Regions from separate parts of the Rattus norvegicus genome. Here region 2 is linked to region 1. The links are chromatin contacts, called in public Hi-C maps. All regions are on one chromosome and are shown on one strand. The core of a region is the stretch at or near the end of the contact, and the rest is flanking DNA. Distances in the headings are between cores, read along the strand shown.

Region 1 (2,964 bases), core at 172-2,671:
AAATCAAGTATTTGCTGCCAAAGTGGTTGAGGCTGGTTGCCGTGTAGTGAAAATGAATCTATTACAAGCCAAGGACCATGTCACATCCTGACAATAGCATTCTCCTTCTGGCCTCAGTTTAGTTGTAGAGGCTGGGCTGTGCTCATACTGACCCTGCAAGGATTTTCCCAGTGCATGGCCGGTTCTGGAAAGCAAAAAACAAATACTTAGAGAAATACCACCAAGCCAGTTAAAACTTAAAGATTAACAATTGAGAAAGGTAGTGCTGGGAAGATATTTGATAGTCTCTAAGTACTTGTCATAAAAGCAGGAGGATGTGAATTCAGTCCACAGAATCAAAGTTGGAAAAACAAACAACAAAAACAGGTATGATATGATGTTCAGTTATAATCCTAGCAATGGAGAGAGAGAGATGAAGACAGGTGTATTCCTTGAGCTTGCTGATCAGTGAGACTCCTCTGATTGATGAGTTCCAATAAGACAAGGTCTTAAGAAATGGTGGACAGCACCCAAGGACAACAGACCTCTGGCCTATGCACCACACACAAGAGAAGGAAACATTAAAGAAAAAAGATCAAGAGATCTGCTTTCAACTAGAGACCATCTATTGTTATACTAAATAATATGCAATATAAAAAAGAAGAGGGTACTAAAAAGGATCACTATTATCAACAAAGTACAAGGGATGTCAGCCACCACAGCAAAACTAGAAACATAGGTAGGAGAAGATATGCACTCTGACATTCCTCAGTAGAGACATCAGCTTCTGGAATGGATCTTTAAAGGATTAGCAAGTGGAGAAAATCTGAAAGGTTTAAGAAGGGGGGAAGTAACTTTTGTGGCCTTAATTTAAAAAGTTAGAAAACATTAGAGTCCAGAATCCACAAGAAAGCAAAGATTATTCCTGAGCTTGGAAGAAGGCAAGAGATGAAGGAAGTCTTTCTTCCTGTGCAGAGAAACAGTGGTCAACTTCATGACTATGTTGAAAGCGGAAATGACAGGAATAAAATTGCTGCTTATATTGATGGTAAGTAACACAGGGGAAATCTGGTTCCCCTTTCTGTGAGGGGAAGAAGTGGTCATGGGAGGTATGCCTTGAAAGACTTAGATGAAAGTAAGGTGGGGTTGGGGCTGGGGGCGGGGAGGGTACTGCTGGTATGCCCAAGAATATAACTATCAGTTAAAAAGGAGAGATGTTAAGAGGGATGGAACGTAGCTCAGCAGCAGTGTCTACCTGTCACATGTAAGGCCCTGGCATCTATATCAAGCCACTCCTTCCCTGACAGAAGGCTCTGCATTTTTCAGCAGCTGAAATCTAGGCTCCAGACCTCAAAGTCCATGTTATTCTCCTTCTTCCTATGATATAAAGACTGTCTCAGGTTCTCATGGGAAATTACCATTCATTTTCTGACACAATCTCTCTTGTAAGCCTTATTGAGATGATCAAACCCTTTGTAGTGGGGGGAAAAAGTCCTAGACATGGCCATTCTTTTACTTTCCCACTTTAACAGTAGTAGCACTAATATGGAAATCCCACACCGACTGGAGGGAATTGTCATGCCCATCACCACATTTTTTCCTGTCCCTTTATAAAACTGGCAAAGAGCAGAATCATAAGTAATAAAAGAGTAGTAGCAGATGATTTGGCCAAAATGAAACAAAGGAACAGGCTCTTCCTTGACTGAATTTCATTTCCAGACAGAATTTTACGTTCTTTGTTCACCTTTATTACTATAGCCCCTAATGTTTTTAAAGCTAAAATACAGCTGAGTGATTTTTCCAACCATGGACACAACATTTAGAGACAAGACCTCTCAAGATCCGAGGAGATAAGACGTGTTTTGTTTTCAACATGCAAATAGTGATAGACAGAAGGCTCTTAGGAAAACTGTCATGTACCAATACACCAAGCAAGTTACAAAACAGTATGTCTATTGGAGCTCTCAACCAGGATATAAGCCACAAAACAAAAACAAACACAAAAATCAACCCCATATTTCTTTGACCCCATTACATTTGAAAAATGCACACAGCAGTATTTCCTTCTAAATATAAAAGGTCCTAAGAAATCTAGCAGGCAGGTAGACTATTTTGCTTTTCCTGTCAGTTTCTTTGCCCATAGAAATCTCATGCTTCCTCAATACATTTGTTAAGTACCATCTCAGAATAGTGGAGGCTATACTTGGCCCTATATAGTATATCACATGTGCTGATGCCAAGTTTGGGTGGCCAATTATATAAGGAGTGCTCTAAAGGCAATTTCTTCAAAACCACATAGGGGAAAAAGTAAGAGAGATAGTAAGGGACACTGAAAGTGACAAGTACCTGGAGAAGAAATATACTATCAACATGCCCCAGGTCAGAAAGGAAGATACCAATGCACAGACCAATCTTCCAGGAAAAAAAAATCAACAGCACCTGCCTTTACCTATGATTTTGTGAGTCACTGACAACCAATTATTTATGATTTAGTGTCCCTTTTGGAAGAACTGGAATCAATTACACTGGATTTTATTTGCTGTATTATATTCCAGTTTTGAATGAAGCCAGAGCACCAAGTGGAATTAGATTACCATTTCAATGTTCCTCTATTTCCATGTTGTGGAGGGTCTACTCTAGTCTCTACACAATACTGTACTAGTAATACAGACATGTGGGTAATCACACAAGCAATGCTGGGGTACACAGAGCTGGGTTTTCTCTGCGTCTCTGACTCTTATAACAACTTTAGAAAACTAAGCACTTGTGTTATTATCTGTTTATGATGGAGAAACTGAGGCTTACAAAGGGTCTTTTTATGGTTTATACATATATAAAATGAACTCCACAAGATCAGTGAGCTAAGAGTCTTGATCAAATAGTCACTGATACAAGCTTGGGAAAGTAGCAAGAGAGAATGGAGACAGTTCTCACCAGAGAAGAAGACAGAAGGGTTCTTGTGATTCAGGAAACAGCTTGGCCGGC
Region 2 (2,964 bases), core at 257-2,756, 340 kb before region 1:
ACTGATGCTCACAAAGGTTCCTAGAAAAATTAAAAAGAATAATACAGTTATAAGGTCAATCATGATATCTACTGTGTTAGAAAAGAGTATTATTGCTGATCAAGGAATCTCCAAGGGACATAGAACTGCACTTAGTCAGGGACAAAATACTTGGAGACTTCCCTAAGAGAGTATAATCCTCAACAAACTACAAGTGAGTTTGTATTGAAAGCCTGAGTAACAGAAGAATAGAAAGGTATGATGATCTGAGGGAAGCATAGGTGTTACTGTGGACAAAGCACACTGCTCTACACAAGATAGGGAACAGAAGTACTGCCTTGTTCATAGTCACAGAAGGCTCTTTAGAATCACCTTTGCTGGGTTGCATTTCTTTTTAAGAAGGCTTACCTACCACCAACATAGAAATTTTAGAAGTTAAATTTGCAAGCTAGTTCCGTCAAAAAGAGAGCATACACAAGAGATTCTGAGACCCTTAGAAAGAGCTAGCAAGTATTTTTCAAGGGACTGGCTTTGCTACAAGTGATCCCCACAAGGTATTGGGGAAAAGAGATAACTCTAGATTTCATACTCATAAACATCAGAGGGAATTGATGTTGGGCAGCAGTTCTTGACTTGTGGGTTACAATCTCCTGGGGATTGTTGACTGATCCTTTCACCCAAGTCTCCTGATACCATCAGAAAACACAGATATTGTGTTATGATTCATTACAGTGGCAAAATTATAGCTAAGAAATAGCAATAAATTAATGGTTAGGGACAATAAAACATGTGGACCTGTACTAAAGGGTTGCAGCATTAAGAACATTGAGAACCTCTGATGGGTAACACCACAGTCTTCATGGGTAAAGAGGTTGTTATGGTCATGGGTAAAGAAACAATGATCACTCAATGTTTGTCAGAGAAGGAAGACATCTAGTTACTTTTGTTTTGTTCAGTGGCTTTATTTTACTTTATTTTTCCCTTTTCCACTGTTTTTGTGAGCTGAGAACATCATGGCCTGTCTGCCAGCAGGTCCATTTCTTACTTTCTCTGCTTGTCAGTAGGAATGTATTTCATTTTCTCAGTGACACCCCTCCTCACTTTCACTCATCAAAGTTAAATAAAACAGCCTTATTTAGTGGCTGTGCAAATCCTAGGGATATGCCAGTCCTTGTACCACCTGGGATATGCCACCAAAACCCTGTAAGAAGTTTGTTCAAATTTTATGCCACCAAAACTCTGTAAGAAGTTTGTTCAAATTTTAATAGTAAGACATTCTCTGACTTAAAAATCTGTAGTCTTTCTTTTGCCATAGATTCTTCACTTCTTTTGTATTTTAGGAGGTACATGCCAAAAGCAGCTTCAGGCCCCAGTGTTTCAGTCCACACCTTTATACTCTTTATACTTGCTTTTCTTTTTTGGAAACTTTTTTTTTTGATGGGAGGTAATATTTGGGGATTTTGCAGGCATACAGCAGGGGTCACCGTGGAGCTGTGTATGTTGGAGAGGCCTCTCACCATAGTTGTTCTGAAATAGCATAGGGCTTAATTGTGCGTTTCAGATGTGTATTCTTTTTGTTCTGACTGTTCAATAAGACAGCACTTGGCAATGGTTGCCAACAGCACCGTTTTAATAACAAATACAGTTGTTTGAAGGAAAAGAGAAAAGGTACCTTCATACACAGTGTTTACCAAAAAAAAAAAAAAAAAAAAAAAAATCCATGTCAAACACTAAGAGACTCTGAAAAAAGTGGTTACAAAATGTGTTTACTTAAATATTGTGAAATGAGGATGGAAATTCGCAGGGCAGGGTATTTGTCATCTACTCATGACTAGCAGATGGCGGCCTCCTCCTCCTCCTCCTCTGCAAGCTGAGTGACTCACATTGTACAGGGTGTGCAAAGTGAAATTTCGAAACTCTACCGAGTAGAGGTGGCAGTGCCATAACTTGATGCTGGAGGAGTGTGCCAGCCAGATGACTTTGCCAGCCAATATGCTGCCAAAGACTTCACAAAATGTCTCTTACTGGAAAGAGTTTGGATGTACGTTCAGTCCATCATCTCTGAAAGGATCAAGGAAATGCTTCAGGTTGTGGATAAGCCTGGGTGTGTATGTGAAGGGGAGGATGGTCTGCCTTGCCAGACCAGAACTGGGTGGTAATCACTGCTACCAAGGTGAGTCATGCCAGATGCACTCACCTGTTTTGGCTTGTCAGCCCTAGAATGGTGGCAGGTCTGCCTCTAGCCAACAACAGAACAAAGTCTAGGTTGTTATCACAATCCTCCAATAAATGGAAGATTAAGTCAAGTTTAGAAATGATCATTAACGTTCAAAGACATATTTTTTTTCTCTTTTGTTTAATCAAAAGGAACTCTGGATCTGCTATGTTTAACCAAAACACTAGGGTTGTATTTTAGGTAATTATATTTGTTTAAAAATAAAGAATTTTAGCTAGATTCTAATATTCCTTCATGTGATAGGCACCAATGATGCTCCTAACCTCCCATGTTCTGAATCCCCTCGTGTTTCCTCTTTGGTGAAGTCCCTTGCTCTGATGGTGAAGAAAAACCTTGCAGTTTCTACCTGGCTCTCCTTGAATACTTGCTCTAAAAGAAGCCAGTTGTCCTGTAAAAAAATCTGGCTACCCCTATACTACTGTCCTTTGAGGAAGCCACATGAAGTATCTAGATGAAGAGAGAAATGCCTGCAAAGCCTTTAGCTGTTTCTCAGATCTTAGCAGTTGAGACCGATGTGGCTAAAGAAGCCATTTCTGATGTCTTGCTCAGTTGAGTCTCCTAATGACTCCAGCTGCCATCTGGGTCTAACCACCTGGGAGAACCCAAGGACCACCTGGCTGAGCCCATTCAACTTATAGAATAATTGGTCCTAATAATATATTGTTTTAAGTCACTAGGCTTTGGGAACTTTTGTTGTACAGTAGCAGATAATCTAAATATGAGAGGAAGGCAGGAAATAACTGACTAAA

What was found. A called contact is a pair of places that touch in the nucleus more often than the background predicts.
Region 2: a contact with region 1 is called in a Hi-C map of mammary epithelial cells, with 2.3 times the contacts expected there. The contact joins two enhancer-like sites. A contact is called at or near these places in 3 of 12 Hi-C or Micro-C datasets (the Rat2 cell line, frontal cortex and mammary epithelial cells).

Annotation. Positions count from the first base shown.
Region 1 is chrX:6,014,483-6,017,446 of GRCr8, reverse strand. LOC120099382 (a long non-coding RNA gene) reads right to left here. Exons shown (of 9, transcript XR_005498566.2): 7 at 1-184. The region is part of intron 1 of LOC120099384 (a long non-coding RNA gene); the gene reads left to right. Among named protein-coding and RNA genes, the nearest start is that of Mir222, 6.7 kb to the left of the region's middle. Within about 2 kb of position 1,421, at least 1 of the 93 cell types and tissues checked has an H3K27ac peak or open chromatin away from gene starts, as enhancers often do.
Region 2 is chrX:6,357,268-6,360,231 of GRCr8, reverse strand. No RefSeq gene overlaps it. Among named protein-coding and RNA genes, the nearest start is that of Mir221, 340 kb to the right of the region's middle. Within about 2 kb of position 1,506, at least 7 of the 93 cell types and tissues checked have an H3K27ac peak or open chromatin away from gene starts, as enhancers often do.